Regions from separate parts of the Sus scrofa genome. Here regions 2, 3 and 4 are each linked to region 1. A link is a contact called in public Hi-C and HiChIP or PLAC-seq data. All regions are on one chromosome and are shown on one strand. The core of a region is the stretch at or near the end of the contact, and the rest is flanking DNA. Distances in the headings are between cores, read along the strand shown. Region 1 holds the start of B4GALT4 (a long non-coding RNA gene). Region 2 holds the start of MAATS1 (cilia- and flagella-associated protein 91). Region 3 holds the start of ADPRH (ADP-ribosylarginine hydrolase). Region 4 holds the start of COX17 (COX17 cytochrome c oxidase assembly homolog).

Region 1 (2,700 bases), core at 124-2,623:
TTAAATTCCAATTATGCATTTTGGCAGGAATGCAGTAACAGTGATATCAGTTTGGTGAAATTAACTTTGAGTACTTGGTTAAGGTGGTATCTGCCAGATTTCTCCAATGGATAATATATCCTCTTTGTAACTGGTAAATAACCCCTAGGGAAATCTTTTTTTTTTTTTCCCCCTTAATAATTTTCAAAAAGAGCTCTCCTGTATTCTGCAGCAGACAATTCCAGTGTCTGATGTCTTTGGGAGTATAAATCTCTTGGTCTTAATTCTGCCCACTGTCTTTTCTTTCTTTTTTTTTTTTTTTTGTCTTTTTAGGGCTGCATCTGCTGGCATAAGGAAGTTCAAAGGCTAGGGGTCAAATCAGACTGTAGCAGCTGGCCTATGATCTACACCACAGCTTTGGCAATGCTGGATCCTTAACCCAGTGAGGGAGGCCAGGGACCCAACCTGCATCCTCATGGTTACTAGTCAGATTTGTTTTCACTGAGCCACAAAAAGAAGTCCCTGCCCACTGTCATTATGTGTGGCCCCTGGAGCTTGGTGATTTTTTTTAAAGATTGTGCATTTGTATTTGTTTGGATTCTGTGGGACTAAATGGAAGATGCACCCTATAAAGTATGTTTCCACTGCTCGGACCTCAGGAGACTGGGAAACTCAGTAGTGCTCTTTCACAGTCTTGGCTGGATGCTGAAGGGGCAGGTTTGGCTCTCCTGTTTGGGTGCCAGATCACAGTGCCAGCAGAGATCTTCCGTGTGCCCTCAGCAAACCCCAGGTCTCCTGCTTAGAGCTCAATGACCCCAGGGTTGGTTCCATTTGCAGTGGGGTGCTTCTTGGAAAATCTCCTATTTCTTAGAGAATCTAGTCTGCTCTCCTGCCAGCCTAAGCAGAACTTTCCATGATTTTTCACTCAAATCATCAGTATAAATATGATTCTGTCTTGGCTTTTTGTATTAATATCTGAAGAAATTTGGTTTTCTCACAACTCAATATTCTCAGTAGTTCTGTGAAATGGGGAAGTCAGTTAATTTGGCACATTGTGCAGTTGAGAAAGCTGAAACCTTTCGTCAGGGTGATGTAAGGTAAATTTATTAACTTCTAAAGCCTCAGTTTCCTACTCCGTAAAATGGGAAGGTTCATCTCTCCTTCTCAAAGTTTTGTGAGCATTTACGAGAATGGGATTTGGGAAGCGTGCAGACCCTAGGGCAGTATTGGCATAAGGTTTTATTACGATCACTCAAAAGATAAGCTGGCGTTTTCCCTCCTGGTGCTTCTTCTGTTGGCCGGGGACGGTTACTGGGTCGATCGGACTCGGCTTGCATAGGACCGCGCAGACGGCCCCGGGGCCCGGCCTCAGCTACTTCGGGGGAGGCGGAGCCAGCCCGCAGGAGCCGCCTCCCGGGAGGCGGGGCGGTCCCGGCTGCTGCAGCTTTTGCCTCCTCCCCTGGCTCCGGGTGGTGCTCTTCGCGGCCGCGTCAGGGGTGAGTACGCTGGGCCTCCGCTCCGCCTGCGCCCGGGACAAGCAATTCCGTGGGGAGGGCGGCGGCTGGCGCTCTATGGGCATCACCGGGTGGCGAGCGGGATCGGTCCCAGGGCCTGGGACGGCCCTCCTGCCTTCCTCCGGGCGGTGGGGCCGGGCAGGGGGCCTGCAGAGGCCGAGCCCTGAGGGAGGCACGGGCTCAGGTGCCGGGGCCACCGCGGCGCTCCCTCTGCTGCCGGAGGGATGGTAGGTGAGATGCTGCCAGGTAGGCCCTCAGGGGTCGTTCCCCCCGCCCCGAGAGCCCACCTCAAGGTTCTGGGGTCGCCACTAGCACTTCTCTCCCCTCCGGGCGCATCAGTGTGAAGAAGCTGCTTCCTCCCTGGAGCCCTATTTCACCAAGGTTTCTACTAGGAAACCCATCTGCTGATACCGACGAGGGGCCTGCAGGGGCCGAAGAGCTGGGGAGGTCGACTGGATTTTAAAGTACCTTGGATACCTGCCCTTAGTCTGGCTCTGCGTCCATCTATGTCGGTCGTATCGGTTGCTGTTCGGTCTTCCATTAGATAAGAGCCAACTCTCGGTTTGAGGGGGGAAAAAAAAGAAGTCTATGAGGACTGAGACTGAGAAAAGGCCTTTGGGTTGGTACCCTTGGGAGAGCACTTCTCAACGGGGTGGGCGTGTGCTGGATTGCAAAGTGTTCGAGAGTGGGTGAGGGTTGAGGACCTGGAGGCGGCCAGGGCACAGGGAGACCTTTCCTGTCCTTTGGTGGTGAAAGGGAGGAGGAAGAAAACAGCAATTTGAAGGTTGAGGGACTTTTTGCTTTTTTTATTTTTTAATTTCTAAATTTCTTTTAAGAAAGGCGAATCACATTGAGGATGCAAGAAAGTGAAGGAATCTTGGATAGTGATGAATAACATTCAGGGTCCAGACTGAGAAAGTGGGCTTAAAAAGGGGCTGAGGGCTCTTCTAGGCACCTGGGCTGAGCTGGTGGGCCAGAGGGCTGGAATGCGTTTCTCTGGCCAGAGATAACGCTAAATGCGACCACAGTTTATCGTTTTGGAATTTTATCTTCTAGAGCAGGGTTGGCTTTTCAACCACATGCAATTGCAAAATTTTAATGTGCCTGTTTGTGTTGTAGGGGAGAAAACCTTTTCCTTTTTTCCTCTCCTAGGTCCTTTAGCTGGTCTAATAATGGAATTGATGTGAAACATAAACAGGAGAAAAAT
Region 2 (2,975 bases), core at 278-2,777, 400 kb before region 1:
TGTGGTGTAGGTTGCAGACGTGGCTCGGATCCCACGTTGCTGTGGCTCTGGCGTAGGCTGATGGCTACAGCTCGGATTAGACCCCTAGCCTGGGAACCTCCATATGCCGTGGGAGCGGCCCAAGAAATGGCAAGAAGACAAAAATAAATAAATAGATAAATAAACTGGGGCTTTACTGGCCCAAAGGACCTAGTGGACATAGTTTATAAACAATACTTTAATGGTTAAGAATAAGCTTGAAGAAAAGAGAAAGCTAAAAACAAAGATGAAATAAACTGGCCCTTCCTTACCTAGATGCCAAATTTGGAAGAGGCCAGAGAATGAGAACTGGAAGGGCATTTTATGCAGTTTGAATGTGGGAGTGTTGAGTCAGTCTCTGAAACCAAGCAGGATGCTATAGGGCTCCTTGATGGATACAAATCCTTTGTGTGCCCCCAACCCCCCCCTCCTTCTTGTTTGTAGGAAATAGGCTTCATATAGCCTCCTTGACCTTACCTGAGTTTCAAAGAGCAGATTCAAACAGTGGATAATGAGAAAGGAGGGGATGCAGAGACAAGTCAGGAGAAGTCAAGAAACACTACTGCAGCCTTGGGGCAAGATCCTGGTTCCTCCTCAAGAAATATACAGAACATTATCTTTGAGCTCTTCTGCAGAACTAAGGCCCCCACCCAGGTGATCCAGATGGCAATTTCAACACAAGATGGCTGAAGCATCCCTCTGTGACCTCAGGAAAAAAAGTCACATACCCTTCAGCCTTCACCCTAAATATTGCTATTGAAAACTTTTTCCCCAAAACCATCAGGGATTTCGGGGGGGTTTGAACCAAGCCACTCTTGCTTGGCCCTACAGTAAACCTTTTTCTTTTGGTTTGTTTGACCTCACTGTGAGTGGAGCACCCAAACTTTCTTCAGTAACATTTCCAAGTATGCAAATCATTGGGTACTGTATGGGATACCAAAACTCCAGTAACGGGTTTCAGAAAGATTGCTTTGGGCTGTGCAAATTATCAAGAAAAGCGGGTGAAGAAGAGTCAGGTGTTCCCTACCCCTGCTCCAAGACGCAGCTCACCTGAGTCTTCAGAGATGCCCTAGAGTGCACCACCCAGAGGGCTTGGAGCTGCCCATCCAAGACAAGACAAGGGATCTGTCCTGAGGCCAGTCTTTCCTCCGCTGAGCCTCCTGGCCAGGTCCCACCATCTTCAAAGCCCATCTGTCCCAGGAGTCTACAACTCAGGAGGGAGATCTGGAGCCGCCCTTACCATACAGGAAATCATACGTTCGACTAGCGGAGACGTTGCCCCAGGTCCCCGACTTCCCTCTGCACTGGGTTTGAGACATCTGAGGTTTGGCCTGGGGCTCGGTGATGGTCACAACATGACTCATGGTGCCGGCTCTGCCCTGCAGTCAGCCAGGACCAACTTGAGAGACCTAGCTGTTGTGTGGACAGTAGCTATGGTAACCCCCTGGAAGAGCGGAAACGAAGGGCGGAGCGAGGACAGCACGCAAGCGGAGAAGGGAAGAGCGGAACTAGCATGAGAGGGGAGGAGCCGAGTGACAAGGACGGGGCGGGACGAGGGTCAGGAAAGGCGGGCTGGATGAAGAACCTGGGCGGGGCTAGTGAAGGGAGGGGCGCGGGGCTGGCGACCGGGAGGAAGACGGGGGGATTGCAGGAAGGCGTGGGGCGTGGCGCAGGGGCGGGAGGACAGGAAGTGTGCAGAGGGAAGGAGCGGGAGGGGTGGAGAAAGGGGTTGGGAGGAAAGGACAGCACTCAGAAGGAAAAAGGGGAAAGTAGTAGGCCGGGGGAGGATCTGCTACACTGCCCGCTTCATTCCAGAGGCCAAGCCTTGAGTTTTCAGTTGTACATCCAGGATCAATGCGCGGGGCCCGCAGGCTGGGGAAAAGGCTACTGCTCAAATCCAGCAGTGATTTGCCGGTTTCACTCCGCGACCTCTTTCGGAAATCCCTGGGAAATCTCAGAAAAAAATAGTCGGGGGCTTTCCTTTCGGACATCCCCTTTCCGCGGGGCTTTTTCTGCTAGCTGAGAAAGCTCCTAAACGTTGGACTTTGACACTCTATGAACCCTTGCCCTGGGAATCAGGATTTGGGGTGGGGTGGGTAGTTAGTAACTGTTGATCTGCATTCTGCTACCCCTTTCTGAGCCCTGGGCACTAATTAAATCAGCCGAAGATGATGTGGTGTATTCCGCACTGACTTGCTTTTTAAAACTACTTATTATGGAAATGTCTGTTTTTGTTTTTGTTTCAGGGCCGCAACAGCGGCATATGGAGGTTCCCAGGCTAGGGGTCCAATCCGAGCTACAGCCACGCCTATGCCTATGCCACAGCCACGCAGGATCCAAGCAGGGTCTGCTATCTACACCACAGCTCACAGCAACACCTGATCCTCAACCCACTGAGAGAGGCCAGGGATCAAACAGCAACCTCATGGTTACTAGTCGGATTCGCTGCATCACAACAGGACTCTGGAAATGTCTTAACATAGGCAAGAGTGAATCCACTTTTAGTAATGAGCTGGCGCTAATCATCACGGAGTAAATAATTATCAAGAATTTGCCAGTCCAGTTTCACCTGTCTACTATCTCCTTTTGCTTGAGCATTTTCAAATCCCAGACATTATTTTACCCTTAATCTGCATCTCAAACTGATACAGATTTTTAACATAATTGCCATTATCAAATCTAACAAAATTAATAATTCCTTTATATTTAAAATTTAGTATATATTCAAATTTCCCTGATTGAGTCCAAGATTTTTTTTTCTGATCAAAAGATCTAAAAAATTCTTTACACTTTATTTTGGTATCTCAGGATTTTCATCTAGAACAGTGAATTTCTAATATCTTCAACAATTTCCTTCTTACCTGGGATTCTTCTATAAAAAGAACTTTCTGGGCATTCCCAGTTGTTGCTCAGCAGGTTAAGAACCTGACTAGTATGCACGAGGACATAGGTTCAAT
Region 3 (2,700 bases), core at 150-2,649, 290 kb before region 1:
TCCCAATAAAGTGCCATTTTCCATGCATTTCCAGTTCCCCATTGTGCTCTATTTCCTGTAGCACCCAGTCTGGAAGCCCTTCACCATCTGCCCCCACTCTACCATCCACACCATTTGCACAGGCCAAGCAAACACTTTTTTAAAGACTGGTGGACTAGTTCATCCTCCCCTCAGCTCAAGCTCTTTTCCCCTCCTCTTACCTAAAGCCTATTTACTCAGGGTTAAGTTCAAGTTCTTAGGCTTCCAGGAGTCCTTCTCCAGGTGCACTGCCGTGGGCCAGGGCATGAAGGCTGGCAAGCAACTGAGAAGAGTGAAAGATGAAGACAGACTGAGCGGACCATTACCGAGTTACTGATCATGCTTAACTTCTTGGCTCACAGAAGTTATTTGTAAAACATTACATATTTTATTGTTTATAAATGATGGCTAGAATCTGGAGTTCTGGGCTAACAGTCTCGGCTCTGCCCAGAATCAGGTGTGTGATTGTATAGCAGCCACCCATCCTGGATTAGATTTTCTCACCGGTAAACTGGATTGTGGGGGAGGAGGAGCGCTATAGATGCAGCCTGGGCTCCTGTCCAGCGTTGCGAGCTTCAGAGACCAAGCTTAGCTGGTTTAGGAAGACCAGCTTTTAACCCCCTGTACCCTCTCTACCAAAGCCCTCAACTTCCTTTTCGTGAGTTGCCAGCAGGGCTGGGGACGATGACCATGTATTTCTTTCTGAAGGAAATTTTCCTCTAGCTTTTACGTACTGCTCTGGCCTCCCGCTCTCAGGATGCTGTTATTCTTTAAACTCCTCTAACTTTTAGTTTACAGTCTCATCCCCGAACTACAAGTTCAAAACTGCGGTCTGGGCAGCAGCTTCCGGACAGTCCGCAGCTTTTTTGAGGGGTGGGGTGCCTGGGAGTGGGAGACACGCCCGGCCCCTACAGGAGGTGGAGGTGGCTCCCCGGCTACCGCGGGGGACGAGCGCACATGAGGGAGGCGGACGGGTGTAACGGGTCGCCGGGGGCGCGGGGACCTGGCGAGAAGGGTGGGGAGCGGGGAGGACCGGGTCGCAGCGAGAAGAAGAGCGCGCAGGCGCTGGGGCTGCCGGCGGGGAGGGTACCTGGCGGCCTTGGTAAGAGCAGGGAGCTCGGGCCCGGGCGCCCGGAGGTCACGGCGCGGGGAGGGCCCCGCCCCGAGCCGAGCCGAGCCGAGCCGAGCCGAGCGTGGGGAATCCGGGTGGAGCGCGCCGCCGAGTTCGGGGACCGCGCTCGGGTTCGGCTGACCTGGGCCAGTTTCCGGCGCTTGCAGCTGCGCCGGGCTCGGCTTGAGCGAGTCGCGGGGGCCCCTAGCGCCGGGTCAGGGCGGCGAGACCTGCGCCTCCCACCCCCTTCGGCTTCCGAGGCACCGCGAAATGGCGGGGCTCCGGCCCCCGCTCTCGTGAGACTGTTGGGCACTCTCGTGTGACCTCGGGTGGAGGCCTCAGCCTCTGCTGGCATCGCGCCGCTGGGAAGACGTTACCTCGCGGCGCCTTTGTCACGCTTCTGGGTCTCGCACCCTTAAATTGGGACAATAATAGTACCTGTCTCTTAGGGTGGTGGTTAGGGTTGAATTAAGTAATTTTAACTCTGTCGTTTATTTGGTAGCAGAATAGGACTTTTTCATTCTGATAGTAAATAAAAGCAAAGAAAAAAGTATTTTGTCTGAATAAATTAATGTCACCTTAAAAGAATCACCATATGTAGAAATTCTATGGCCTTCCCCATAATTTTAGTTTGCTATGCTGTATCTTTTTCGCTGCAGACATTAAATACCTGCTGTGTACCAGATGGATGCTAGGCCCTGACAGAACCCTGCCTTCATGGAGTAGACCCAGCCAAATGATCTCATTTTAGGCTGTTGACTTACGGTTTTTGTTCTTAAATAAAAAAATTTTTATGATAAAAATAATGCACACTTCCAGCAGAAAAGCTGTGAAAACTTATAAGAATATCTCATAAAAAATACCCTCATGGGTTCACAAAATAAATGTTCCTGGATTTCTTTGAAGAGTTGTTTTCCAAAGCAGAAAATTAGAATAACCTCAGAATGTTTACAGGGGAGAATGAGATTTCTTCTCCTAAGTTATGGCATAATTACGGAACTTTTCAAAAAAGGTAGACATTTAAATCAATAGGCTTTGGATAAATAATCAGGCTTACAAGGGAAAAGTTTGAAAACATTTCATTAAGTAAAAAAAAAAAATCAAGTTTTAGAATGAAGAATATATTTATGTGAAAAAAACTCTGTGCGTGTGTGTAAATTGACAAAGGATACACAGCCAATTGTTAATAACAGTTATGATTACCTTTCAGGGAGAGTTTGCAGGGAATAGGGAGAGAAATAAGGGGAAACATAATCTTTCACAGTAAGAATTTTTATGTTATGTGTAGAAAGAAATTTTAGAAGAAATAGAAACCACCCACATTACACCACTCCCACTGTAAATACTTAGTCTTTATATTATGCACATTTTAAAAAAATCAGATCATTTCGTATATACAATTTTAGATCCTTTTTAACCACTGAGCTTTCACATTGTAAGCATTTCACTCCGTCATTTGTAATAGTATTATTACTATAATTGAATCCAAATGTTCAGATAAGGTAATGCCTCTAGGATTAATTCCCTTTCACACTGATACAAAGAAATATGAGACCTGATATTCAGTTCAC
Region 4 (2,893 bases), core at 84-2,583, 390 kb before region 1:
GCAAGCCCTGTGCCTACCCAGCTTCATGACTGAAGAGCCCAGAGTCAGTGACAGAGACATGGATGGTTTAATGGCCAGGGGGTTCTTACATGTCTGACAGGACATGGTAAAGTCTCTGCTCCTGGAGGGGAAGGGGAGATTGCCAGTTACAGTGGGAATTGACATCAGGTTGGCACATGAGTTACCAGGGAGACCAGCAGAGAGGCACTGCCCTCACCGCTCTTTAGATAAGAACAATCTCATTGCTGGGGCCTGGGACAAATATGTAGAAAGGTCAATCATGCACTTAGGGGTTGGTGGAGCAGGAAATGGTGGAGCAGGGAATGTACAAAGAGCAAGAAAACAGCCATCTTGAGGGGCAATACCATTGGCTGGTTTAGGTGATAAGCAATGTTTGATTAACCAAAGTGCGTATCCCTAGACAGCTATTTTAACAATGCCTGGAAGTCCTGCTTTAAAAAATAAGTTCATCCTTCCTCAAACAATTCTCTGCAGGAAAAAAACTTAATGGTTATGTCCATTCTATTGCAAATACTGTCTAAGTTTACTTATTTACCTAGATGGATAGGTATTAACTGAATTTGAGGAATGACAATGAAAAGGCATTTTAAAATTTTACTAACCAATATATTTGCCCTATGATTGGCAATTCATATGGAAATCAATTCAGTTGGAGAGGGAGCTATAAACACTAACTAGCTGAGGATTTAAAGCGTGTGGGTGAGGTAAGGTTCCCAGGCTAGGGGTCTAATCGGAGACACAGCTGCTGCCAGCTTATGCCACAGCCACATCAACACCTGATCTGAGCCCTGTCTGTGACCTACACCACAGCTCAGGGCAACGCTGGATCCTTAAACCACTGAACGAGGCCAGGGATAGAACCCGAAACCTCATGGTTCCTAGTCTGATTCGTTTGCGCTGACCACTAGGGAACTCCTTTGCTACTCACTTTTAACTAGAGCGGTGAAGTGGGGTGGTGAAGGCAGTAAGGCAGATAATGGCAAGCATAAGATGCCGGGCGCTAAGTCTGTTACTCAAGAGGAATTGGCTTTCACTAGTGTTTTTTTTTTTTTTCTGTAGCATAGACAGGTCATTTCACCTTCTTGAGTTTCAGTTTTCGACTTCGAGCTGGGTGTATGGTTGAGAGCTCTCCGAGTTGCCTTACGGGTCTCCTCATTTGTGGGTCCTCTCAATGCTGGTCTACAAACATCGCTGCACTTTACCTGGGCTCTCTGCACCTGCGCGGAAAAGGCGCCCTAGCACTAAGGCCATCATTCGGCCTCTTCTGCGCACGCGCGTGCCCTTTAAAACATTTTTCCTCTTTACCTCCTCCCTTCCTCCCAGTTCGTCAGAGTGAGAGGCAGGACTTCCTGTTCTGTTTTGGAGCGACTGCCGGAAATAACTGCGGGCGAATCGGCGTGTCCGGAGGCCGGTAGAGTTTGGGGTGGCAGAGCTAATTGCAGCTTTCGGCGCGAAAAATGCCGGGTCTGGCGGCCGCAATCCCTGCCCCGCCTGAATCGCAGGAGAAGAAGCCGCTGAAGCCCTGCTGCGCCTGCCCGGAGACCAAGAAAGCGCGCGATGCGTGGTCAGTGCGCAGCCGGGGAGGGGGCGGCGGGGCAGGCTCCGTGCACTGCCTTCGGGTGCCGCTGCCCGGACTAGGGCTGGTCGTGGCCCTCACTTTGCCGCGGGGCTCTCTTGAGGGTTATAGACCTGGGTAGGCTTCGCAGTCAGCTGTCTGTAGACTGAGCTCGTAGCTTACCCTGGGGAAAAGGTTGAAGGGATCAGAGAGAGGTCAGATTGACCCGCCGCGCTCAATCCAGGCATTCCTTCCTACAAAAGGTTTTTCATCAGCTGTTATGGGTCAAACATTGCTTTAGGACCGAAGGCTTGTAAACGGATGGATGCTACTTGATTTAAAGAAACACAGGAGTTCCCGTGGTGGCTCACCGGATTAAGAACCCGACCAGCAGCCATAAGGATGCAGTTTCGATCCCTGGTCTGTTCAGTGGGTAAAGGAGCCGGCCCTGCAAACTGCAGGGTAGGTCGGTCGCAGATGCCAATGGGATCTGTGTGGCTGTGGCTGCGGTGTAGGCCGGCATATGCAGCTCTGATTCAGCCCCTAGCCTGGGAACTTCCATATGTCCCAGGTGCGGCCCTTAAAAAAAAGTAAAGGGAAACAGTTAATGGAAACGTTTTTCAATGATTGCTCTACTATGGTTTATGGGCCATGATAGAAGACTTGGCAAAATCAGAGTTCCCTTGTGGTGAGAGGGGTTAAGGATCCCACGTGGTCTCAGCAGCGACTGCCGTGGGGCGGGTTCGATCTCTTTTCGGGAAGTTGCACATAGTTCCCCCGCGGCCAAGAAAAAAAGATTTATCAAGATCAAAGAGTAAAAGTTTTCCGGTTTTCTGGTAATTTCTCCCCGAATTTAGTCATAGTAGGGTACAAGGTACATTTCTTAACGGTACAGAAAATCCCCTAAACTCTTCCCCCCACCGTTTTAGGTAGATAATTTAAAAATCAACTAGGCTATAACATATGTGACACTGTAGTGTTCAGAATTGTTTATCTAAATTACCATCAACCTGCAAAAGGTTTTCATTTCTTCTTACTGTATACAGCCTCTGTTGTGGAACAAATCTCAGAAGGAATCTTCAGATAATGTGAATGTACACCTCTCCCTCCAGTCCCTTTTTGTCCTCACATAAAAAGTAAAGAAATCATAAGTGACATAGTGGGAAAATATGAGTGGTAGGAGCCAAGTGCTTTTTGTTAATATCCACTACTGTGCACATAATACTGTTAAGGGAGATTCAAAAGACTACGATCAGATACTATGCTTCCACATTAACTGTTAAGTGCTTATTGAACCTTCAGACCATATGATATTAT

Evidence for each region. A called contact is a pair of places that touch in the nucleus more often than the background predicts. HiChIP or PLAC-seq counts read pairs in DNA pulled down with a chosen protein or histone mark.
Region 2: an H3K27ac HiChIP or PLAC-seq map of alveolar macrophages shows a contact between it and region 1. The contact joins the promoter of MAATS1 here to the promoter of B4GALT4 in region 1. A contact is called at or near these places in 14 of 47 Hi-C or Micro-C datasets (alveolar macrophages, blood, embryonic fibroblasts and 8 more) and 2 of 2 datasets of contacts at active chromatin or transcription factors (alveolar macrophages and skeletal muscle).
Region 3: a contact with region 1 is called in an H3K27ac HiChIP or PLAC-seq map of alveolar macrophages. The contact joins the promoter of ADPRH here to the promoter of B4GALT4 in region 1. A contact is called at or near these places in 2 of 47 Hi-C or Micro-C datasets (embryonic fibroblasts and subcutaneous adipose tissue) and 1 of 2 datasets of contacts at active chromatin or transcription factors (alveolar macrophages).
Region 4: a contact with region 1 is called in a Hi-C map of subcutaneous adipose tissue, with 2.2 times the contacts expected there. The contact joins the promoter of COX17 here to the promoter of B4GALT4 in region 1. A contact is called at or near these places in 10 of 47 Hi-C or Micro-C datasets (fetal heart ventricle, liver, mesenteric adipose tissue and 4 more) and 1 of 2 datasets of contacts at active chromatin or transcription factors (skeletal muscle).

What each region holds. Positions count from the first base shown.
Region 1 is chr13:140,968,188-140,970,887 of Sscrofa11.1, forward strand. B4GALT4 (a long non-coding RNA gene) reads left to right here and starts at 1,374. Exons shown (of 7, transcript XR_001300547.2): 1 at 1,374-1,475.
Region 2 is chr13:140,565,449-140,568,423 of Sscrofa11.1, forward strand. MAATS1 (cilia- and flagella-associated protein 91) reads right to left here and starts at 1,528. Exons shown (of 18, transcript XM_003132654.4): 1 at 1,259-1,528. The coding sequence starts at 1,382.
Region 3 is chr13:140,679,865-140,682,564 of Sscrofa11.1, forward strand. ADPRH (ADP-ribosylarginine hydrolase) reads right to left here and starts at 1,400. Exons shown (of 5, transcript NM_001244347.1): 1 at 1,109-1,400; 2 at 201-301.
Region 4 is chr13:140,582,953-140,585,845 of Sscrofa11.1, forward strand. It overlaps COX17 (COX17 cytochrome c oxidase assembly homolog), which reads left to right and starts at 1,334. Exons shown (of 3, transcript NM_001348525.1): 1 at 1,334-1,585. The coding sequence starts at 1,479.